Regions from separate parts of the Mus musculus genome. Here regions 1, 3, 4, 5, 6 and 7 are each linked to region 2. Evidence: chromatin contacts called from public promoter capture Hi-C data. All regions are on one chromosome and are shown on one strand. Each heading gives the region's core, a stretch centred on a gene start, on an enhancer-like site or on the middle of the called end of the contact. The rest is flanking DNA. Distances are from core to core; before and after follow the strand shown.

The links. Promoter capture Hi-C pulls out the DNA fragments that hold promoters and counts their contacts.
Region 1: a contact with region 2 is called in a promoter capture Hi-C map of liver, with 2.9 times the contacts expected there. The contact joins the enhancer-like site here to the promoter of Commd9 in region 2. A contact is called at or near these places in 16 of 39 promoter capture datasets (the 3T3-L1 cell line, 3T3-L1-derived adipocytes, the C10 cell line and 7 more), 1 of 484 Hi-C or Micro-C datasets (regulatory T cells), 4 of 115 datasets of contacts at active chromatin or transcription factors (embryonic basal ganglia, embryonic forebrain, forebrain and 1 more) and 3 of 9 other capture datasets (adipose tissue, embryonic stem cells and macrophages).
Region 3: a promoter capture Hi-C map of the HPC-7 cell line shows a contact between it and region 2. The contact joins the promoter of Ldlrad3 here to the promoter of Commd9 in region 2. A contact is called at or near these places in 24 of 39 promoter capture datasets (the 3T3-L1 cell line, 3T3-L1-derived adipocytes, the C10 cell line and 16 more), 5 of 484 Hi-C or Micro-C datasets (the HPC-7 cell line, bone marrow-derived macrophages, embryonic stem cells and 1 more), 3 of 115 datasets of contacts at active chromatin or transcription factors (embryonic forebrain, embryonic stem cells and large pre-B cells) and 1 of 9 other capture datasets (liver).
Region 4: a promoter capture Hi-C map of pre-B cells shows a contact between it and region 2, with 3 times the contacts expected there. The contact joins the enhancer-like site here to the promoter of Commd9 in region 2. A contact is called at or near these places in 15 of 39 promoter capture datasets (the 3T3-L1 cell line, 3T3-L1-derived adipocytes, the C10 cell line and 7 more), 3 of 115 datasets of contacts at active chromatin or transcription factors (embryonic basal ganglia, embryonic stem cells and large pre-B cells) and 1 of 9 other capture datasets (adipose tissue).
Region 5: a promoter capture Hi-C map of the 3T3-L1 cell line shows a contact between it and region 2, with 6 times the contacts expected there. The contact joins the enhancer-like site here to the promoter of Commd9 in region 2. A contact is called at or near these places in 17 of 39 promoter capture datasets (the 3T3-L1 cell line, 3T3-L1-derived adipocytes, the C10 cell line and 11 more), 1 of 15 datasets of contacts at CTCF or cohesin (large pre-B cells), 3 of 484 Hi-C or Micro-C datasets (the HPC-5 cell line, embryonic stem cells and nephron progenitors), 4 of 115 datasets of contacts at active chromatin or transcription factors (acute myeloid leukemia, embryonic forebrain, embryonic stem cells and 1 more) and 1 of 9 other capture datasets (macrophages).
Region 6: a promoter capture Hi-C map of 3T3-L1-derived adipocytes shows a contact between it and region 2, with 2.8 times the contacts expected there. The contact joins the enhancer-like site here to the promoter of Commd9 in region 2. A contact is called at or near these places in 21 of 39 promoter capture datasets (the 3T3-L1 cell line, 3T3-L1-derived adipocytes, the C10 cell line and 13 more), 1 of 115 datasets of contacts at active chromatin or transcription factors (forebrain) and 1 of 9 other capture datasets (macrophages).
Region 7: a contact with region 2 is called in a promoter capture Hi-C map of embryonic stem cells, with 2.6 times the contacts expected there. The contact joins the enhancer-like site here to the promoter of Commd9 in region 2. A contact is called at or near these places in 5 of 39 promoter capture datasets (the 3T3-L1 cell line, embryonic stem cells, hippocampal neurons and 1 more), 1 of 484 Hi-C or Micro-C datasets (embryonic stem cells) and 1 of 115 datasets of contacts at active chromatin or transcription factors (large pre-B cells).

The regions. Positions count from the first base shown.
Region 1 is chr2:102,383,353-102,386,469 of GRCm38.p6, forward strand. The region is part of intron 1 of Trim44 (tripartite motif-containing 44); the gene reads right to left. Among named protein-coding and RNA genes, the nearest start is that of Trim44, 16 kb to the right of the region's middle. Within about 2 kb of position 1,334, at least 74 of the 459 cell types and tissues checked have an H3K27ac peak or open chromatin away from gene starts, as enhancers often do. A contact at or near this core is called in liver, memory CD8 T cells, pre-B cells and 2 more, where this site is marked.
Region 2 is chr2:101,884,444-101,887,890 of GRCm38.p6, forward strand. It overlaps Commd9 (COMM domain containing 9), which reads left to right and starts at 1,819. Exons shown (of 6, transcript NM_029635.3): 1 at 1,819-1,876. The coding sequence starts at 1,826.
Region 3 is chr2:102,184,905-102,188,497 of GRCm38.p6, forward strand. It overlaps Ldlrad3 (low density lipoprotein receptor class A domain containing 3), which reads right to left and starts at 1,556. Exons shown (of 6, transcript NM_178886.3): 1 at 1,376-1,556. The coding sequence starts at 1,421.
Region 4 is chr2:102,324,601-102,327,740 of GRCm38.p6, forward strand. The region is part of intron 4 of Trim44 (tripartite motif-containing 44); the gene reads right to left. Among named protein-coding and RNA genes, the nearest start is that of Gm52521, 40 kb to the right of the region's middle. Within about 2 kb of position 1,426, at least 1 of the 459 cell types and tissues checked has an H3K27ac peak or open chromatin away from gene starts, as enhancers often do.
Region 5 is chr2:102,293,661-102,297,014 of GRCm38.p6, forward strand. No RefSeq gene overlaps it. Among named protein-coding and RNA genes, the nearest start is that of Gm34268, 48 kb to the left of the region's middle. Within about 2 kb of position 1,416, at least 44 of the 459 cell types and tissues checked have an H3K27ac peak or open chromatin away from gene starts, as enhancers often do.
Region 6 is chr2:102,361,460-102,364,560 of GRCm38.p6, forward strand. All of the region lies in intron 2 of Trim44 (tripartite motif-containing 44), which reads right to left. Among named protein-coding and RNA genes, the nearest start is that of Gm52521, 3.2 kb to the right of the region's middle. Within about 2 kb of position 1,257, at least 10 of the 459 cell types and tissues checked have an H3K27ac peak or open chromatin away from gene starts, as enhancers often do. A contact at or near this core is called in 3T3-L1-derived adipocytes, where this site is marked.
Region 7 is chr2:102,229,784-102,233,043 of GRCm38.p6, forward strand. No RefSeq gene overlaps it. Among named protein-coding and RNA genes, the nearest start is that of Gm34268, 16 kb to the right of the region's middle. Within about 2 kb of position 1,853, at least 63 of the 459 cell types and tissues checked have an H3K27ac peak or open chromatin away from gene starts, as enhancers often do. A contact at or near this core is called in embryonic stem cells, where this site is marked.

The DNA.
Region 1 (3,117 bases), core at 84-2,583, 500 kb after region 2:
TTGGTAATTTCTATTTTTTAAACTAGCTTCTCTACTCGTTTAAGCTTTTAATCTCTATGGTCTTGCAACTGACAGTTGGGAACAGAAATTTAGAAGTCATATACCAGGGAGGGTGAAACCTTAGTACTTAAAAAAGGCTTAGGTTGCCAGATACAATCCTGCTTTTTATAAGATAATCAGACAAAAAAAGCCTGTCTGGTGATATCATTCCTCTAACCTATTTTCATTGGCTGAACAAGCAGGTCACTTGTCCCTGGAAAGCTTTCCCCAGCATCTCTCTCTCTCTCTCTCCCTCTCTCCCTCTCTCTCTCTCTTTCCAGCTGCTGGCACCCATTTTAAGCTATTCAGCAAGAACACTAATGGATTATGACTTTACCCCTGGCTGTAGAAAAAAGAAAGGAATGCACCAAACCATGTCTTGCCGCCTTGTCTTGTCTTTCCTTCAGAAAACGAAGAATGAAGGAATCCCTAAGCAGATGACAGACTGAAGGCAGCTGTACCTTGCTAGTTTAGAGATGAGGAAACCCTTTGTCTTTTCCTAAAAATGCATTTCACCACCAGAATCCTTCCTCCTGCCCACAAAGCATCAAAAGCATGGCCTCCCCAGGGGACACACAGAGCAGCATCTGAGAGCCTTCCTTCAGGAAATCCTACATTCTACATTTCCAGCCAATTCAAGAGTTATTTTCAAACATTCATTGGGCTTTACATTGAGCCTGCTATGTTCAGCCTCAAAACAAGTATGAAGAATAGCTTCCCTAATACAACCACCCCCAAATAGAAATGAAAATGAAAGTCTCTTAGAGCAAACCTGTCTCTAACAAGTTCTAGAATTGATGCAAAACTACAAAAGGAAGATTCTGGTCCAAGTTCACCCCATCCACGGCTTGTATTCCCCACACCTACTCCTTCCTGTACTCTATGGAGCCTTATGCATATTCTGACAAACAGACAGCAATCTGGTAGGCTATACTAGGAGAGCAGTGCCCAGGCACTAAGTAGAGGGGGAAGATACCGACTGTTTCAAACTGAGCTACTCTGGAGGCCTGAGAAAGGGAAACAATTAAGTCAGAGAGCCAGAACTCAACCACCAAAGCCCAGAGTGAGAGAGAGACTGCCCTGAAAGCAGGTGTAGAGAGAGAACAGGTCACTAAAAAGCAGAGGCATCCAGGGGCAAGAGGCTCAGTGAAATGATGTCACTGAGAAAAGGAGCCCTGCTTTCCGGCAGACATCATCAGAGGCTAATTATGAGGTCCAGTATTCCTGAGACTGAGGTTAGCAAGCTAGAGCCACCACTCTGCCATACTTTGCTGTAGAGGCAAGTACTCTGAACAAAGAAGTACTTGGCACCTATAGTGGGGCAGTTAATGAATACCTTCTAGGTTTTGAAAGGTCAAAGACAGATCCTGTACAAATCTCAAGACTGTTTTGCCATCCCCACCCCCAATACACTTGGGAGACATACATCCTCCAAATCTACCCCAGAGAGAACATTAACCACCCTAGGGGACAGAGTCTGGGGAGTCTCCAAAAAGAAAAGAGCATGCCCAACCCAATAACTACAAAGCTACATATGGACAGCAGAAGCCTTTGCTATGCAAAAGGAAGCTACTAAAGTGAAGAGTGACTGAGACTCTTGTAGGGTTCAGGCTCAGCACCAGCATAAATCTTCTGACAGGTTCAATTTACCTTCCCTAACCCAAGCACAAAATGTCAGTTTCCAATTTTTGGGATCCAAGAAGAGACTGCTCTAACTTTTAATTCCATTTTTTTAAATACCTTTTACGCTTTGCCTTTTGAAGCCAGTATTACCCTAAGGACAAAACAACAACTATAGATGACAAAGTTCTCAACAAAACACTTGAGAACCAAATTCAAGAATAGGCTAAAAACATCACATATCATGATGAAGTTGATTACACCACAAGGTTGGTTCAAAATATGAAAAGAAAAAAGGGGGGAAGGGAATACAAACAACTAAGGAAAAGTCAGACCTGCAAATATTTTTTATTTGTAGATCATATACTTAAAAGACTTAAAACTCTACAAGGCAAATTTCAGACTTAGGTACCTTCAGCAAAGAATTAGGATATAAAGATAAAAAAAAATTATGTACCAACAACAAACTTTGCATGAACAAGTTAGGAAAACTATCCCATTTGTAATAGCTTAAAAATAAAATAAAATCTTGAGCCTAAACCAAACCACAGAATTAAAAGACCTCTATTAAAAAAAAAAAAAAAAAAAAAAACCTAAAGACCTTAAAAAAAAAAAAAAAAAAAAAAAAAAAACAACTGAAGACTCTAGATAATGGAAAGACCTCCAATTCTCAAAGACTACAGAATTAATATTGTTGAAATAATGATATCACCAAAAGTGGTCTACATATTTAATAATCCACATCAGATTTTAAATGGCATTCTTCACAAACATTATGAATAAGACTCCAAATAGCCAAAATAATCCAAGCAGGGAGGGAAAAAAAAAATCAATGCTGGAATGGTCACAATTATTTAATCTTGGCTTATATTACAGAATCATAATGAATAAACTTTATGGTACTGTACAAAACAGAAATGTAGACCAAGAGGACCCAGAAACCACACAGCATGGTCACCTAATTTTTGACAAAGCTGTCAAATATACACTAGGGAAATGGGGCAACCACCTGTAGAAGAAATTAGATTCATATTTCTTTTCCTACACAAAAATCAAATGGCAATAAATCAAAAACCTTAATCTAAGATCTGAACTGCTGAGGCTCCTGGGCTCTAGGAGCTTTCCTCTAGAACCTGCAGGAAAACAGCAAACACACATCAGGATAACGATACAGGAGGCAGGTGACAGTGGAGGCAGGTGTGGTGGTGCGTATCTTTAATCCCAGCACTGAGGAGGCAGAGGCTGAGCCTGAGGCAGGTCGACTTCTGTGAGTTCAAGTCCAGCCAGGGCTACATAGCAAGACCAAGTTTCAAAACACAAATAACAAAAAAGCAAATAAAAAGCCAGGTAGTGATGGCACACACCCTTAATCCCAGCAGAGGCAGGTGAATCTCCTGACTTGGGAAGCCAACCTAGTCTACAGAGCTAGTTTGTGGATAGCTAGGCCTTTCTCAAGGG
Region 2 (3,447 bases), core at 569-3,068:
CTGATATCTGGCACGCTTCACATCGTCTCCTGCCAAGTTCTGAGCACTTACAGTTCTCTGACTAATGGTTATAAGTTTGGTTAGCAGCATCTGGAACACTGGTGGTGGAGTCTGAGGTAGCATTTGCAGCAGCTGCTGAAGCTGCTCCCAGACAACAGGATGCATCAGATTGGTCTATACTCTTAGCACATTCCCTGAATCCCTGGTAACTGTTATCCACTGGTAACCCTCCACCAGGCTGGGTTTATTCAAGGAAGAATGACATCTTTAAAGTCAGGTAGCTTGGGAAGCCAGATCCTTCCTTCACAGGTTTCTGTTTCTTTCTTAGTTCTGGAAGCCTGTTCTTGAAGTTGGAGTCACTCCCCATCTTGCAGTTGAAGTAGATACAGTACCCAGCAAAGAGGGCAAGTGCCAGGGGAAATGGCTGCTTTGGCTGTCATCATTGCCCCATCTGGATGTCAGCTTTCCCTAGTAGCTGGCAAACAGTAGTTAGTACCTCATTCTGGAAGCTCACAGCCTGCAGCCACTTTGAATCAAGACATGGAAAGGCTACACCTAAAGACTTATACAATATTTCAAAGCCAGAAAGCCTGGGATGGCTCAGTTGAGTTGTTATGCTTTCAATTTCTCAAGTGCATTGGTTACTGGTGTGTCACTGTGACAGGAACTAGATGGAAACAACTTAGAGGAGGAAGATTTATTCTGGTTCATGGTTTCAGAAGTTGTAGTCCAACATGGCAGAGCAGGGTGGCAATAATGTACAGCCAAGACTTCTTACACAGCAGCAGACAAGACACCATGCAATCAGGCCAGAACCAGAAGCAGCATAACCCCCAAAGGCCTGCCACTAGAGACCTTCACTAGCAAGGTCCCAGATCCTAAGGGTTCTAACATTCAGCAGTCCCACAAAGCTAGGGTCCAAGTGACCACAGGATGAACCTGCAAAACAGATTTCAGACTCAACCCATAGCAAGGTTGTAGTTAAGCCTTTGACCCAGCGACTGCCACTTTCAGACTCTCTGAAGACTGGAGGGTCTGCCTCTGAGGAAGGTGTTGGCAGGTCTTGCTGCATGACCCTCAACACTCAGTTTTAAGGGAAAGAATGCAGACAGAAGAGACCGTGCCGGAGGTGCACAGAGCTAAGATAGTCAATATCTTCACACGCCTTCTTCCTTTCTAACCCCTTTCCTAATCAGCTGCCCTTCAAACCAGACCTCTTCTTGGACCACAGGAAAGTTACTAAGAACCCTAAGTGACTTAGCTTGACTGTCTGGATAAGGCTAGTTACAAAGGCTCCTATCTCTCCACAAACAGAGAAGAAACTATATGCCTTGAAGCGTTGTTTTTTGTTTTTTGTTTTTTTTGTTTTGTTTTGTTTTTAGGGAGTACTGCAGGCATGTGAGCGTGTGTGTGTGTGTGTGTGTGTGTGTGTGTGTGAATTCCAAGAATTCAAATAGGCAAAGCTTCATTTAAATCCAGATGGTGAGTAGGCCGATCTCTTCTGGGCATCTAAGTTGCCAAGGTGTCTGCCAAGTCTGCAGGTGCATTCACCAGATCAGCCAGCCTACCCAGAGGGGCAAAGGCAAAACCAGTTTCCCTGACCTAGGATGTCCAGCCAGTTGTTCCCTGGAAATCATTCTATATCCGAGTTCTCTCAGTATCTCAGCCCTCTGGTCTTTGAGCTTAGTCATACAGGAGGAAGACTTCCTGGTTCTTTGCACGCCGTTCCCGCCAGCCACGGTGAAGAACTACAACTCCCAGCATGTCCTGCGAGGGGTCACGAGGCACGCTCCGCTTGCTCCGGCTGTCACGTGACTCCAGAAAGATGGCGGCCTTGACAGCAGAGCATTTCGTGGCGCTCCAGAGCCTACTGAAGGTATCTTGAAGGGGTGGGGACGCGTGCGGCCACCGTCTTAGGGTCTGGGACTTGGTGCAAAGCAAGAATTGGGAATAAACCGGCCCTGACTTGGAGCATTGTCCCACTCCCACCCTACCCGCCGCGCGTCAGTGCTTCTTTGTGTGACCCTGAGAAAATCGTTCAGCCTTTCTGAGCTTTTAAACAGGAGCAACAAAATTAATCACGCCCAGATATTAAGGTGGAAGTAAAAATCAGATAGTCGATGTAAATACACCCAAGAATTAGTGACCACGAGTGGTTTTATAGATTGGAGCACTTGGGTGACAGTCACCAGTTCCCATTTCATCCCAGTCTTTACGCCTCTCTCAGGGAAATTCTCTCCTTCTTGTCACCCTAGTACTTCTAGGGACGTCATAAAGTTTGAGTTACTCCTTAGAAGGGTGGCTTTGCATTCCCTCTTAGGACTTATTACTAGTGTGCACACACCATGGATGTCTTTGTGTTCTCTTCTGAGGAACATGATTTCTGTTTCTTCTTGTTTTCCTTTCTTCTCTCTTATCCAGTTGAAGATCAGAAATGATCCTCGTGACACTGTCATTATAAGTCACACATATAATGCCCTTTCCGTTATCCATCTTCCTAGTGTGCATTTGCTCAGTCCACTCCTGAGCACTTTGACTTCATTGTTCACAAGCCTATGCCAACAAGAACAAGACCTGGCACCCAGTATGTGCCGAAGAAATAGCTATGAAGGGCTTTAGTATAGTGGAGCTGTGACTAGGATCCAAGAGTTCTCCTTAGCAGCTTTTTCTCTTCCTTGTGGTTGATTTAAGCCATTCCTTTTCCATGCTTGCTTGTCTTGGGACATTTTCTTTTCCTTGGTAAGTTTTGGAAAATAACATATAGCATACTGAAATCATTAGTAATTCCCTTAATGACTACACACTCATGTAGCCAACACCAGACCACAGACTGAGACACCAGTACCCCCAGTGCCTCCCTGGTTACTTACTTCACTTGCCTTCCCAACAGTGCATAGCTTCGGACACCATGTACTATTACTCAGTCTCTGAACTCCACAGAAATGGAACACTTCTTCATATCAGTGTTCACATCTGGCTTCCAGTCATGATTGTAGCAATAGCTCATTTTCACTGCTCTATTGTTTAAATACACTTTATTAAAAGCTAACTATAATATCTCCTGTAGTTGTGGGAAATAATGCAGAGAGATTTTTGTCCCATGTTCCTTAATGGTGACTTCCTGGATATCTACAGAACAATATCACAGTTGGGGTATTTACATTGATCCAGTAAAGCTCCAAGGCATAGCTATCTATGTAAGACCCCTGGGTTGACATCTTACAGCCAAGCTCACTTGCAGTTGGCCTCCAGAATTCCTTGACACTTCAACATTCTTGTATCATTAGTTTTCATTTCAAGAACGTTTGTAAATCTTGGTGTAGATGATGTTTGTGGATTGGCTTTCCTCACTAAGCCTAATTCTCAAGCTGTAGATCGAAACCCCTTTGTGGTTGCATATCAGTTTTCCTGAATAGCAGATATTTACATCACGATATAAACTATGAA
Region 3 (3,593 bases), core at 306-2,805, 300 kb after region 2:
TGCTATGTGAATTAAATGTGTGAATCCGGGCAGATCTTCATGTCTGAGATGCCCTGGAACTGAGCCTGCTCTAACAACCTCCAAATAACTTGCACCTGCTTATAGCTGCCTAATTCACTTTGCCCTCCCTTCCTTCTCCACAACCCCCTCCCCCCAATCCCCATAACTCCAGACAAACAGAACACAAACCCTCAGTCTTGGTTTTAAAAAAAACCTACAGCAGCCACAGGAGCCTAACCCCTCACTGGAAACTGAGCAAGCCCACAAGACATTTAAATGGAGTCTCAGAGGAGTGGGGATGATGGGGGAGGGGGAGGTCCCGCTGGCCAGTCATTTGAGAGGATGCACAGGACTTGCAACTTCTAGGAAGGGAGGGTTGCTGGACATCTGCAAGGGGTAGCTCAGAAAGGTTTTGACTTCCCTCACAACAAACACAACGCAGCAGCCAAGTTTTCTGGAAGTATTTGGAAAAATCCGACATAAATTAGACGTGTGAATGATACGGCCACAGAGCATGAAATCTTCAGTAAAGAAAGTTCTGTGAGCATCAGCTGCCCAGAAATAAGCATCAGGGGCCAAGGGCGGGCAGAGCTGTGGAGGGGCTGCTGACAGCTGTGGCCAGCGGGCAGAGGCAGAGGGGAAGGGCTCCAAGCTGGAATTCGGAGCGTGCCCACATCAGCAGAAAAGTTCCTGGGAACAGCACTCTGTCTGGGAGGGACCCTGCGGGTCTCAGGATGCACGCGCTCTGAGATGCAGGGACCAACGGCCGTTAGAGGAAGCCCCGGTCCTCTTTTCCTTCCCTGCTCCCTGAAGGTTAAGGCATCTTCGACAGACGACAGAAGTAAAAGATCTGCTCCCAGGATGAACGAATGATTTCCATGTCCATTCCCTACTGCATCTCGCTATTCCCAAACCAGACACGGTCCAGGGAAGAAGAGAAAGGAAGCTGGGATGCAGATGCGGGGAGAGCGTAGATGGGAAACTGAGGCAGAAAAGTGTATGTTAAAGGCTGAGGGAATCCGGGAAGACCCGAAATCAAGAGTGGAGTCCTCTCCTTTCCCTCCTCGGTTCCCAGCACACAGAGCCACACTCGAACTACGCCCAATCCGGGCGGCCGCCCGGCTCTAGGGAGCCGGCGCCGCACAAAGCTCCGCCCGCGCACACACACGACAACAGCACCCGGTGCGCCGGCCCACACAATAGCGCGGCGCGCGCCCCGCCGCGGCCCCTCGCGGGGTCCCGGCCAGCCCGGCGCCGAGGTCCGCCCTTCGCGCACACCCACGCCCGCAGCCCAGGCCCGCGCGCGGAGCAGGGACGATCGAGGCAGCCCCCGCGCCCGGCGCTCGGTGAAGCGCGTCACGCGCCCCCCACTCACCCGCAGTGCTGCTCAGCAGCAGGCACAGCGGCCCCAGCAGCCACATGGCGCGGCCGCCGCTCCGCTGCCCAGCGACGTTGCTGCCCCGCGGCCTCGGTCAGACCCCGCCTCTCGGCGCCGGCCACGCCCTCTCGCCGGCCCAGCCACGCCCCCGCCCTCCCAGGCCAGAGAGCTCAGCCAAGTTCTGCACGCTCACAGTTGAATGTGGCCGCCTGAGCTCTCCTCCACGGTCCAGGTTACAAAGGTCCGGCGGATCCAGTTTTTGCTGCCTCAGGGGTCAAATTGCGAGGAATTCTTAACTGCCCCGGCTCTTCTCTCGGCCGGTTTCCCTTTCTTCCTGCATCCTGCGGGGATGAGAGAGTCACCATCTCCCCAGAGCCTAGATGGAAGAAAAAAGTTTGAAGAACCGGTTCTTAGGAGAAAACTTTTTTTCATTGTTGACAGTGAAATACGACCGTTGCTTCTCAAACTCCAAAATGTATCAGGCAGGCTTGGCGACCCCGTTATAAAGCTCACTTCCACTCAACAGGTCTGCATTTCTAATAAACTGGGGGGGGTGATTCTCAGGATGGTAGTTCCTGGAGCCACTGGAGGAGCAGAGAAGACATTTCATCCTGAGATCTAAGAACACTGAGGAGAGTTTTAAATCCCCAAAACTTTATGCATTTTCCATTGTTTGGGCATTATACACTGTTTTTTAAGGAAAGCCTATTATCATGGAGCTGAGGAAATGACTTAGCAGTTGAGAGCAATTGACCTTCTCTGGTTAGACCTTCAAATGAGCCCCCAGCCCCAGAGGAAGCCATGATTGCCTTAAGTCCATGTGCTCCTCTAAGCTGCATCTAGGTTACTAACCAAAAGACTGAGTGCATTCACTGGGTTATTGCTTTCACCAAAAAGTCTTTTGTTACAAGGCGATAACATTACTATTCATGGCATTACAGCAAACACTGACCAGAACAGCTGAATCTCACTTAGCATCCTCCAGAAAGCTGCAGGAGGATGGCACTAGTCTGCTTCAGGCATGGCACTCTCATGGTCACACTTTACCTTTACAACAACCTCTGAAGACAGACAGTAATGTTTCTGTGACACAAATGAAGTCTCTGAGGCTCAAAAAAAAGAAAAAAAAAAAAAGAAAAGAAAGGAAGGAAGGAAGGGAAAACATTCTCAACAGCCACACATCGTTACTTACCACCGTGAACAAGCCCAGTTCAGAAGACCATAAGACACAGAACTTATCTGCAGCTTCAAAGATGATGTGGCCACTGGATCTGAGCTATGATCATGGAAATGCTCAATAAACAAAAGTTAATTTCAGCGTTTAATACAATTCTACTCCCAGGAAAAGATTTCTGGGTTGCAGCTCCCACTCCCCAAAGCCACTGAGCCTGAGAGTTTTCCCTGCTGGAAATTAAAGTCATTCTTTAGCTGTTGCTGAGTGTGTGTGTGTGTGTGTGTGTGTGTGGTGCATGCATGTGGGTATGTGAGCGTAGTGTGGTGTGCGAGTGTATGTGTGTGAGTGTGTGTGTAAGTATGTGTGTGTGAGAGAATGTGTGTAAGCATGTGTGTATTGTGAGAGAGAGAGAGAGTGTGTGTGCATGTGTGTGTGGAGAGAGAGTGAGAAAACACATGTGTTTAAATTGTCAAGCTAACACTGCTGGGAAATGACTTCTTGTAATTCACATTTAATGTAGTCATAGGATTTCAGGAGAGAAATTGTCTTATGTCTGTTAACAAATATTTTGCACTATCCAAAATGATAGAAATTTTACCTTCCACTTTTTAAAAAATTATATATTTATATATATATATATACATACATACATGTGTATATATATTGTATTATATCTATATATGTGCGTGTATGTATATATATGTATATATGTATATATATATCTTCAGACACACCAGAAGAGGGCATCAGATCCCATTACAGATGATAGGGAGCCACATGTGGTTGCTGGGAACTGATCTCAGGACCTCTGAAAGAGCAGTCAGTGCTCTTATCTGATGAGCCATCTCTCCACCCCAGCCCCTTACCCTTCCCTTTGTATGACTCGAAATTTGTTATTTATTTTATATTGCTCCTTGAATGAAGTTGTATGTCCCCTTAACAATGTAATTTCTCACACCTGTGGCCAGTCCTGAAACCAAAGAACAAGTACAGGAGTAGGGGCAGTAACCTGCAGTTTATCAAGAGAATAACCCCTTGCAC
Region 4 (3,140 bases), core at 176-2,675, 440 kb after region 2:
TGCTGTGGTGTAAAACTCAGGATGCACATAAAGTTCTCTGACAGAAAACAACATAAACTCTCATGCCCTCACTCTCTCACAAACCAACTTGTCTCTGGGATTCATATAACTGCCTCTGTCTTAAAGTAAGATTATTAGCTTTCTTTCCAAAATACCCCCAAAATAATACCACCAAATAATGTAACACAGATTTGCATGCATGATGACATGTGGTCAATGGTGAGACATTATGTATGCATGCTTATGGCATGATTAACATTTGTAAATAAGCCAACACTGTCTTCTATTTAGCAAGTATTAAGATGAGTGTGCTCTCGTGCTCACTCTTTCTCATTTCTTTTTTTCTTTTTTTTATTAGATATTTTCTTTATTTACATTTCAAATTTTATCCCCTTTCCCCCCGTCCCCCCCATCCCACCCCTCTTCCCCTGCTCACTAACCCACTCACTCGTGCTTCCCTGTCCTGGCATTCCCCTACACTGGGGCATCAAGCCTTCACAAGCCTCTGCTACATATGTGACTGGCCTCAAATTTGCAATTCTTCTGCCTCACCCTTTCCAAGTGCCGTGTGTATAGGCACACTCCACTCCACCACACTTGATTTAATAAGGTCTTTGTGATGTCAAATCCTATGCTGTTAATAACCACATTCTAGCAAGTAAGTTCTGAACATGCCTTGGTACCTATAAGGGTGCTAGATACTTTCTTAAATTGAAAATAATCAAGGCTAGATTATGACTTTCCTTAGACTGGAAGATTATATCTTATTATATTTCCAGCTCCCTACGCAATACCAACAGTATTTGTTGAGTTACTTGATGAGAATGTGACTCCTCTTCTAAAAGACATAGCGTAATAAAAACGACAAGCTTATATGAATAATTTAACATTTAAAAACGGAGCAAAGCACAAAACTACAATGGGTCAGTGTGTACAGAGTGGGGAGTACAGCCAAGGACATGGTCTTTCTCTGTCAGTACTTAGTAGTCAGGAGCTAGATTAACCTCAGCAAGACAGACTCAAATCTTTCAAGGTATGACAGGTAGAACAAGTAAATGAACTGGGCTGAAGACAGACTGTGGTACAGTGAAACACACACTCCAGTTCTAGCTGGTGACCATCCTGGAGAAACAGTCACCCAATGTTGCTAAAGTTATCCTGAAAGAAGCTGGAAAATCTGCTCTTTAATGTGAAATATTTAGATTTTAAATACTGATCTGAAATGTAAAAGCTATTCAAAGCAGAAAAAACATACATTTAGGACAGATTTGATTGATGACTTAAGTTTGCAGTCTTAAAATTCAGTTAGTAACTCATAAATTTAAAAATATTTTCATGTGTATGTGAGTGCATGTGTACAGACATACATGAGGGTGTCAGATACCTTGGAGCAGGAGGTACAGGTGGTCATCTGACCAATTTTAAGTGCGGGGACAGAACTCTGGTCCTTTGCAAGAGTAGCAGCAAGTGCTGTCAACTGCTGAGCCACCTCTTTAGCACTATTTCAAAATCCTTTCATATTCAAGGGCCCTCACTTACCCTCAATGGACTTCAGATTGTGAAATTCTTAGTTTTTTGTTTTGTTTTGGGAGGGGGAACAAATTTATTTAGCACATTGCAAAGAGAGCAACAAGCAAGACATGACAGTCGTAATCTTCTAGCTAAAGCTTTTCAAGTACTTAATTAGTTTTCATATAAGAATTAAATATATAATTGATTATAATATATTATAATTATAGACATATATTTAATGAATAATTAGATATATCATTCAGGTCTTCATAGGAAAAGAATATTAATGCTAATTCTATCCTAAAAAAATAAAGTTGACATTTTTATGAGTACAGCTTAATGTTAAGATTTTTTCCATTAAAGTTTTAGATTACTTAAAATACATCATAGATTTTATTTCTATCTTGCAATTTAGAAATTATATTTATTGAATTGAGCAAGTGGGCTCTATGATCTAATAGCAGTATAGTAGGAAAATATGTACTCTTAAGATTTATACTCTAAGACACAGTTTTCATCCTAGCCTTTACTAATGCTCTAGTTTGATTTCTGTTGCTGTGAATAAAAACTATGACCAAAAGCACCTGTCTATAGTTGTGTGCTCTGTGTTTGTGTAGGGAGGGCAGGTACGGGTATAGGTGTGTGTGTGTGTGTGTGTGTGTGTGTGTGTGTGTGTGTGTGTGTTCCATCTTACAGTTACATCATTGAGGAAAGTTAGGTTTCTACTGGTTCACAGCCTCTGGGCTTGGATCAGCTTTTTTTTTTTTTTTAAATACAGCCCAGGCCCACATGCCTAGGGATGTAATACCCACAGTGGGCTAGACCTTCTTACATCAATTATCAATCAAGAAAATGCCACACAGATATGCCTATGGCCAGTCTGATGGAAGCAATTATTCAATGGAGGTTCCCTTTTCTCAGGTGTGTCAAGCTGACAACCAAGATTGACCTTCAGTAAATTATGCAGCTTCTTAAGTAATTTCAACTACATCATAGGACTTTCCTGGGTAGTAAAATGAAATCAAGGAGACAGCTGCTTTGCGGGATGCCTGTTACTATCAGGATATTAACTATTAAGACTTTGCTAATTTCTGTTCTGTGCCTATGCTCAAAGCTTGAATCCATGTTAAATGCTCTCTTTGAGCCACCTAAAATGAATCACTGAGCTTTTAATCTTCATTCTTCAACTTAAACTTCCTGTGACGCATCTTACGTGGTAGGCCTAAACAGGTCCCTTTTCATCAGAACTCACAGACTATGGCCCAGAAAGTGCTACAGTGAAGCACAGTAATTAACGTCTTAGACTGATAATAGTGTTGGAGAAGTTTTCCTACTGTCAATACACTCTGTAGCTACCCACCATTCCACTACCTCTACCTGACTGAGCAAGTTCTCAGGGCCAGGACCATCAGGAGCCTGTATAATCCTAACTGTATCCATCACTTACTGAATATATGAGTGCTGAGCCCTGTTCCTGCACAGTACAGGTAGAAAACCTGAAGGTCACAGGTCAGCTCAGTTTCCAAGGTTATATCCATTAAAAATGATTTTAGTTTTGACTTTTGAATCTACATTTATCTTAATTTCAAAGGCCATTCTGTCTGGACTGCACTAAGTCCCCTCTCTTC
Region 5 (3,354 bases), core at 166-2,665, 410 kb after region 2:
ATTGCACATGCTGGGCAAACAACCACTGTGCCCGAGGAGAGTGCCAAACTCTCATCTTTGGTAAGTTTACACTTGGGCTTCTAGTTCAGAACATGAATGTAAACTCAAATTGGGGTAAAGGAAGCCTGCTGGGAATATCCGTAAGGTAGAGCCCTTAAACAGGCCCTGCGGCTCTTAGTTGACATAGAGTAAGAACCCTAGCTGAAGCCTGGGTAACATTTACTAAGATTCTACAATTGCAGAGCTGGAAGAAAATGGAAAATCTCCATCTTAGAGGGCTCTACCTTTATTTTAGGAGTATGTAGAAAGACATGGCTGCTAGAGATTGCACAGTCTCTTGGTGGGAGAGTAGGGATGGGAGTTAGGTTTCTCAACTCTCTTCGTTGTTATTCTAGGACAAACAGGTGTCTATTGGTAGTACCACCTGTTTTAGACATCGTGTCTTCAAGTTCTCAGCATTATGATATAACATGTAGAGAAAGAGAATATATTCACAAAATGTCTGCATAGCTACATCAGGTGAGCAATTTTGTTAGCACTGGTAACACAGCAGCCAGGAATAGGGACAGCTATGAAGAATAAACAAACACACTGTAATCTGAAGTCCTTGCAACAGGTGTAACAGCCTGAAGGAGGATCTAAAGGCTGTGTGGGCTAGTGTAAGGACACAGTCCATGCACAGCATCTGTTAGTTATCAAAAGCTACCATTTTTTTTAAAAGGCTTGTTTCCTTCCAAAGTTAGGAGAAGACATAGTAATAGAACCAAGACTGTTTACTTCTGAAACCCAGGCTCAGGAGCAAGTCTCACTTCATGTTCCAAAGGCAGAAGACACATGCTAATTCTTCCTAGAGACATCACAGTAGCATTGAGCAGTAATTCCTGCTAACTGTCCTCTCCTCCGCAATCCCCCAAAAAGCTAGGTCTCAATTCTGTTTTTTATTTTATCCCATCACTCTTCGTTCCATCGTCTGGGGACTCTCCTCTACTGACACACGCAAGATCAATTACATCACATTATCCGATGCTAGTTGTGTTTATAACACAGAAGGCAAAGAAGGTTTTTATGAGCAGAGATTTTGTTTTTCTATTACTACCTCCCAAGGGAAACAGAAATATTTTCTCTGGAGCTGGGCAATGTGTGTGGTTTGAAGGGCTGGGTCCACACCACACCTTATTTTCTCTTCTGTGAAAGGATCTAAGCTAGTTCTCCCCTCCCCCTCCCAACCAAATCCTCTTACTCCAGAACAATGATCCAAGCTGAGAAATTTCCCAAACATCTGAAACCTGAGAATATGTGTCTGGAATCCTTGAAGTTCATGGTTTCCAGATGGAGACTGGAAGAAGGGGTAAAGGAATGGAAGGAGGTAGGTGGGTGAAAGATGGGGGAAGCCTGAACTCTGGCTCACTTCTGCCTGCTGTGGTGTCTGCCAGCTGATGATGAGCCAGGCGAGGCAGCAGTCGGTCGTTCCCCTGAGACCCGCCAGTGATGAGGAGGAAGCAAGCCATTGTGAAGCTGCCTTCCCCAGGGCAGTGATGACCTTCCGTAGCACACAGTAAAAGAATGCCTATGGCTTGGCTCTCAAGAGTGGAGTGAACATTCTGCGTGGGTACCACTTGTATCCCACAAGGGGTAGTCCCGAGGTGACTGGTTCTTCCTCCGAGACTTGTCCTCTTGTCAGAGGTGGGGGAAGGCTTAGCAAGCAACGTTAGTAAATGACAGGCAAGTATATTTGGAAAAATGAGGGATAGGTATGATTTCAATAGGAATGCTTTTCTTAGAGCAGACAAGCACTATCTTCCAGGGCAAATGTGTTCTAATCTCTCAGTTAACAAGTAGAAGTGTTGAGACAATAGTCATCTTTCACTTTTGCCTCTTTCCTTGTTTTTTGTTTGGATTTTGATTTTGTCTTTGTTTTGTCTTGCTTCTGTAAGCCCAGCCTGGGCTTGACCTCAGAGGCATCCCCTCTCATTCTGCTATGAATGGAACTGGAAAGTATGATGTAAAGTGAAATGCATTCAGAGAACAAGTACTGTCTTCTCACTCGTAGGAAGAAACTAAAGAAATCAACCTTGTAGAAAAAGAGGGTGGATTAGAGGAACTACAGGTTAAGAAATGAATCTTAAAGAAAAACAGTAGAATATAGGAACAAAAGGTATTAATTAAAGAAATGAATGAATGAATCCCATAGAGCAAGAGAGGAACTAAAGGTTCACTAAAAAAGTGAATGTCACAGATGGAATAAGTAGAATATGGGAACTAAAGGTTGTAAGGTTAGGGAATACAGCTTGGGTAATGGGGACCAAAATACAGTTATATGAGGAGGAATAAGTTTTGGTCTTTTGTACCATAATAGGTGACTACAATTTATAACAATATGCTGCCCATTTTAACAGGAGAGCATTGCTATCAGTAATTTGTCATTTCAACCCAAAACCACCCTTCCTTCCACTCTCACCATGACCACTGTCTTAAGTATAGTCTCCTATGGTGGTGGTACTGGCCTCTTGGAATAGGTTGAATTTAATTTTAGGATAAAGTCTACACCTGAGTACAAAAGGTCTCTTAATGGGTGTTGAAACAAATTAAGTTACTTTCAGTTAATATCCCCGTCATCTTGATGTTACAATAAAATAGCATGTAGCCAACAGCTACATCCTTGGACTTAATGTTCTCAAAGTCAAGCAGAGGGCTCAGCCTCTTCTGGACTTCATCTGCTGGCCTGGGACACAGGAATGTTTTAAAGTGCTCTGGTTTAGAGAAGCAAACAGAATTTCCTTGTAGTGACATGCCTGCAGACCCATTTCACTCTGAGGTCTGAAGAAACCACCTCTGCAGGCTGAGTGGCACCCAGAGTTACAGACATTATCATTGGGAAAACATGGCCATTTCCCACCTCTCTCCTTTCCTGGAGCTGACTGTATGGTTCTGAAGTGAATTATGATTTCATCTCTTCTACAAAAGGTAGAAAGAATGTTGGTTGCAAAGAAATGATGAAAAATATTTAAGTAGAGGGAAGATGGTTGGTTGACATTACAGTAAAAGACAAAATTCTGACTGTAACAAACAGCAAAAGGCTAGGTATGGAAAAAAATCTTTGCTGCTGCACAGTGTGAAACTGCTTAACACAACTCTTTCTCTACATAACCAACACAGCACTGATCCTATAACATGCGGTATTCACTGGAAGGACAGTCAGGTCCACTTGAATGCTCCTGGATTTGGGGAAAAAAAAAGTTTTGGGTTATCAGATTAGGTCCAGGTTACTCCAAAGTCCTCAATGACCTACAGGAAATGAACTGAATCTTCATTCCAGGATTTAGTACGTGCACTCCACCAGGATTAGAAGTCAAC
Region 6 (3,101 bases), core at 7-2,506, 480 kb after region 2:
TGTTTTATAGGTTAATAAGAGAAGCGCTGGGGAAGAACAGTCATAATGTCAAGTTTGGTCCAGTAACACATGTTTTCTGCTATAATATCTGTCTCTATTGATCACTTTTGAACTGCTCAAGGTCCTTCTAGATAATTTATTTGAGGCAGGTCTCTTCGTAGACCTGGCTGTTCTAGAACTCAAAGAAATCTGCCTGCTTCTACCTCCTGAGTGCTGGGATTAAAGGCATGCGCCATCACATCTAGCAATGGAGTTCTAGCATCTAGCAATTTTTACTGAGTTATTTCCATATTTAATAGGACAGTTCTCTTAAGGTCCCTTACCAGGATAAAGATTTTACATCTTAAAGATGTTAAATCTTATCCCATGACATATTATTATGTGCTTGTATTTAATATTTCTTAGCTAGACTAGATCCAAGAGGTATGTACACTGACACAGACACTTTACATACACATATTTGAACACATAAAATCTTGAATTAAGAAGCTTGTATTCAGCCAGGCGTTGTGGCTCACCCCTTTATTCCCAGTACTCAGGAGGTAGAGGCAGGCAGATTTCTGAGTTTGAGGCCAGCCTGGTCTACAAAGTGAGTTCCAGGAAAGCCAGGGCTACACAGAGAAGCCCTGTCTCAAAAAACCGAAAAAAAAAAAAAAAAAAAAAGAAAAGAAAAGAAAAGAAAAAAAGAAGCTTGTATTCAAAAACAATATCCACTCAAAGTATCTGACATGAACTAGAAGCTATTAACGCCTTGCTAGCTGAACTATAGAAGAGTAAGGTTTTATTTCCTTTTACTAATTAGAGAAGACATATTAAAAAGAACAATAATAATAATATATATGGCTTAATAAAGATGTACTCCTAAATAAATAAATATGTATTCCAGAGAAGTAGGCCTCTTTCAATGTCAAGATCACACAAGTCCATGTTTTCATATATGACTGAAAAAGCTTGTTTATGAATTAAACAACAAAGCATTTCTTAGGCTGGGAAAATTACCAAGCAGTTTAGAAACACAGCAGATGTGAACTCTGAACTACATTCCATCATCAACATTCTTAGTAAAGCCATTCCCATAACCTAGTTTTAAGCCTGACTTTCTTGGGTTTTGCACTGGGATGTTGAGAACATCTGAGAAGACGTTAAGTACAGTGATGTTTCAAGTCTTCGTGTAGGGATACAGCCCAGTAATAGAGTGCTTGTCTCTAATAAGCAGCATTACACAGCTGGTAACAACAGTAAAGCCAAAGATTCAGCTCTAGTCATCCTGTTCCAAAAGCAGTGACAACCGCTCCATGCCACATTCTACCCTGAAAACCCACAGGAGGAAGGTCAGAGACGCTGAATGTTAAGTCAGCCTTGCCTTTCACAACTGAACAACTAGCTGACTTTGACTGTCAATAAACATTTTAGAGACTCATTTTTTTCTTACAAAAAATAAACCCCAAATATAGTTTTCTTTTAAAATGATATAACTGTATAAACTGAAACCAATCCAGATTTGTCTCTGAACACATTTGATACCCAAATAAGCAGCTTCCCTCTTCAGGGGAATGGAGTACAAATCAGCAGTTGTGGTGACACGGCACAAATAAGAAGTATAGAAACCACAGAAGAACCTTTTCCTATGCTAATGCTGCCCATCAGTACCACCCATCTCTCCTAGCTTTAACCAAACTTTATCAAGACATGTAATACATGCAGCCCTTTCTTCCCCACCATTAAGGAATACATTAGTCACCAATTTCATATTGCTTCCCACTGAACTGTCTATAGAATTGGAGCTATGCCCTTAGTCTGAATTCTTTCACAATTGTGACACTTCTCTAGCTCCCTCATTACCAACTTCATCTTGGCAATGCCACACATTATTCACACATCACTATGATTGAGAGTTTTCAACCCTGCACCACTGGCATTCAGAGGTAGTAATTCCTTGCTGTTGGGAGATGCTAAGGCATTGTATGATGGCCAGCAGTATCCTCCCTACCTCAGCTGTGGCAATCAAGTGTCTGGACATTGCTGCAAGTAATGAGAAGCACTAGACTCTGCTTTAGCAATTTCATCCCATCTTTGGAATGCAATTATCACAACCTTGGAGAAGGCCCTTTACGCCTGGATTTTCTCTCCAGGCAACCCATCTTAGTGTTCCTCTTGACGCATGACCCTCTCTATCTGGGTACTTTTCTAGTACTTAAAGCCTCACACTTCAAGCTGAATCACCACTAACTCCTCCTTACCATGCCTACGTTTTGCACACACACACCCCAGTCTTTCTTGTGTTAAGGACTATCAGAAGCTCGATGTGTGTATTTCTTCAGTTAGCCATCACACTAGGTACCTCACTGTGAGGAAGCTATCATTTTATTTAGTTTACAGATGAAGAAACTGAGGTAAGGAAAGAAATTAACTCTGCCCCAAGTAAATGGCTGGAGTTCAAATTTGCATAGTCTGAGTACATAATTTGCCTTCTATCTATCTTATTTTTCCATAAAACGCTGATGTGCCCTCCCACCTCTGTTCAAAGTAAGGGCATTTAGGCAGGCATCCAGGATACTCGCACTAGTCAGTTTTATTTTCTTCTCCTCCCTCCTAATCTCTGGGTCTTACATACAGTGGTAGGCAGCTGGTTCTGAATGAAGCCACACTACCCTTACCTTCTACAGTACAGCTGGCGGTGTCTCCTCCCTATGAAAACCCCCTACTCTCTTTAGCATTCCCTCCAGTGGGTTTCAGTAGACACCCAGACCCACACTTCAGCCCTCCAGTTCAGCCCCCCCCCCCTGCCTATTCTATTTTAGCCCTTTAACTTAATCCCATCCCTGCCCATGACCAACTCTCTAAAAGTTCTAAGTCACAGGGCATTTGATGTGAGCCCATACTTAGAATCCTACTGTACTTTCAACCATGTCTTAAATCTTTACTCATGTCTCCTTGGCCCTGAATTCTTAGCTATCTGACCTTGACTTCCAATGTCACCTTTGAACCTTTCAATCTTAGTGACTATATATAGTCCCCAATCTCACCACATGAGAAGCAAAACCTTAGCTTTGATAGTTTTCATCTGATTTATATCTCTAACTTTTCAAAGCACATTCTCA
Region 7 (3,260 bases), core at 603-3,102, 350 kb after region 2:
GCTACTGCTGCATTCTAAGTTGCTGCTTCAAAGTTAGTGGTTTAAGGCAAACATTTGTCACCTAGATTTTGTGGCTTGGGAATCTGGGAATAGCTGAGCTGAGTGGCTGTGGCTGGGGTTCTCTCCCAAGATCACCACCAAGGTTTGGCTGTGATTGTAGTCATCTGAAGGCTTAGCATCTTCACCCAAGGTGGTCACTCAGTATCTGTGGGCAGGAATTCTCTGTGCCTGTGTGGGTCTCTCCAGGAGCTGATGGAAGGATCACCATAGCACCACAGCAACATCCATGTCTTTTATGGCCTCAAAATTGACAGCCTTTTGCAACATCTCATTCATGGGAGACTTTCCTTAGGGCCCACCTGTGCTCAAGAGAGGGAGAATGGGGCTGCATCTTCCTCTTAAATGTGTGTTTGAGTGTCTTCCTGCATGCGTGTATGTGAACCATGTATGTGTTTGATGTCTATGAAAGCCAGAAGAGAGCATAGGGTGCCCTGGAACTGGAGTTCATGTGTGTGCTGCGTCCTCTGCCAGGTCACAACCAGGGAACAGAGCTGCTTTTCCAGTCCTCGGGAGGCATCTTTTGAGGAAGTGCTGTCAAAAAATTTAAGGAGCCATTCTTCAGGCTTCACGCTACCATCCCTAAATAATGCCTGAGGCAGGGAACATTACGGCAGAAGTTGGTTCTCAAAGGAGCCAATTTCTTTGTTCCCTGAGTCTTTTCTACAGGTGACCCTGCTGGGACAGCTGTTGCAGTGTAGTTGAAAACGAGCGCAGAAACGGAGCAGAGGCTAGTCATGGGTCTCCAGTAGCAGCTCTTATCCAAGGCCTGTTTGTGCTGTCTCCTCTGTTGGATGCTGGAAGGGGAGGTTAATTTACAAAAACAAACCAAAACAAAACAGAACAAAACTGTACCGTAAAGGAGCTCGTGTGCATTACATAGAAAGAGAGCTAAGCTATGGTAGTAGAGTGCTTGCTTAGGATGCTGAAAGCCCTGAGTTCAAGTCTCATATCCTATAGAATGGACGTAAGGAACATGTCTTGAACCCTGGCACTTGGGAAGTAGAGGCTTGGAGATCAAGAACTCAAGGTCCTTCTCTGCTATACTGTGAGTTTGAAGGCAGCCTGAGATACACAAAACTGTCTTAAAGCAGAGGAGGAAGAGGAATGGGGAGGGGGAGGGGAGGAGGAGGCAGTTATGATAAAGGCCGATAAAGGTTCCCTTCCATGGTTCCCTCCATTTCATTTTGGAACCCTCCCCTTCACATTTACCCCTCCCTGTGTGAAATTAACCTGAAGAGGAGGGAAGCACTGTCAAACAATGCTGTAGCCAGCAGAGAAGGTGTCCTTCAGGAAGAATCCTGTTCTGAGACTAAGGATAAGCAGAGAGGCAGTTAAGCAGCGCTCAGACACTGATATTTCATCTCCAGGAGCCACATTTCAATTTAAAGGGAAGTTCATGGTGGTCAAGAGGCTGTGGACATCTCTTTTGCTACAGGACAGCAGGTGGCAGAGATGGGAAGGGACAGAGGGGAGGGGAGGGGAGGGGAGGGGAGGGGAGGGCATGGCTGCCTGTGAAGAGCCTGGGGGAGAATCTGAGGAACATGGGCTTCCTGGTAAAAAGCAAGGGAGGAACTGTTGAAGGCTGTTAAGGGCCTTGGAGGTCCTAGGAGGATGGGAGGAGCCACCCCAGGATCCATGCCCAGGGTTTGAGAGAGAGGGCTGTAGCTGGCTCAGGATCCAGAATCCAGAAGGCAGCAGTGCGGCAGGCACGTGGGGACCATCTTTCTGCACAGTGTACAGCCCCAACCCTACACCTCTTTGGGAGGCAGATGCTTTACTCTGCACACAAGCAGCTGCTTAACTCTGCTTAGAATCAGGGATGGGCTGCAGCAGCTGCCTCAGGCCATGAGGCAAGGTCTCACTGGACTGTACCCACAAGCCTCAGCGCTCAGAGTAGCAACCCCCTGCTCCCTGGCCCATTTCCGGCTCCCTTTCTGGCAGGGAGCTGGAACAGGCTCTGAAGGCATAATTGCTATAGCTCAGAGATCAGCCTGCGAGTTGGAAAACACATTTCCCCCTCCTCTCCCCCCTACACTTCCCCCTGTCCCACCCCCCCCCCACCCCCCAACCCTCAACAGAAGAAAACCGACTGCTCCCAGGATCGCCCTGCTGGATTTGACAGAGGAATGTGCCGGAATCACAGGGAAGCAGTTTTCTCCCTGAGACATATGGAAAACAGTTTGTTTGTTACGAAGAAATTCATAACTTGTTGTCTCTTTTTCCCCTAGAGGAAAATGAAAACACTCGCACATTAAGTCCTTTCAATCCCTTGTTTGTCTTCGGTGCTTTTGAACTAAACTGCAGGCATGGAGAGAAAAGTGTTTGTGGATGGAGAGGAAATGTTGGCTGGAAGGAAATAAGAAACTAAAGGGTAAAAATTATCCCTAAGGCAAGAAAAGGGTGAATGATGCAAAGTCAGGTGACACGTCTCACATGGGGCACAGGGTGCTTGTGACATTAGTTACAGTGGGTGAGAGAGAGACAGAGACAGAGAGAGTTGATTCTCTGAAGCAAGCTTGGTCTTCCCAGTGGAGATGAAAACAAAAGAAAATGCTTGTATTTTCATTGGTTTGCTGCTACAGAAAACCAAACCCAGGAGCCTGGGTAGCTCATCCAAGCAAATGCAAGGAGGCCGGAGGCCTAGGCTGGGGCTGCTTTCATCTGTAGTAGTGCCCCAGCGTGGGTTCTGCCCACTGAGACCTCCTGCACTGCCTTCCTCTGAGGCTATGAACAGCACTTGGAGCCCTTTTCTTGGTAACATGAAAATCTCTGTGCATAGCTTCCAGGATCTATCTGAATGATGTTTTAGGCCAAGTTTTTCACGGTCACCCTTCCCGGCCAATAATTCTTCCAGAGAACATTTAGCTGATTTAGAAAAAGTCTACCAAATCCCACATGGGACCATGTGCATCTCAGTTGTGAATGAATGTGGTTCGGGTCCTGCAATCCGTGCTCTGAGTCCCACTAACGAGTTGCTCAAATGTGCAGGAAATGCTCACCAGCTTTTGAAGAAATAAGTTACTACTGAGGGAAGCCAGGGGTGGGCGAAAGGGGTAAGTGTGGTTCTCTGGGTGGTCATTTCAATAGCTTACCGGGTATTTCCAGATCTGGGACTCCAGTAAGCCAGACTTATCCTGCTCTCCTCCTATAGAAACACCCAACTAAGCACCTAATATGTGCCAAGAGCTTTGTTCAGGGCT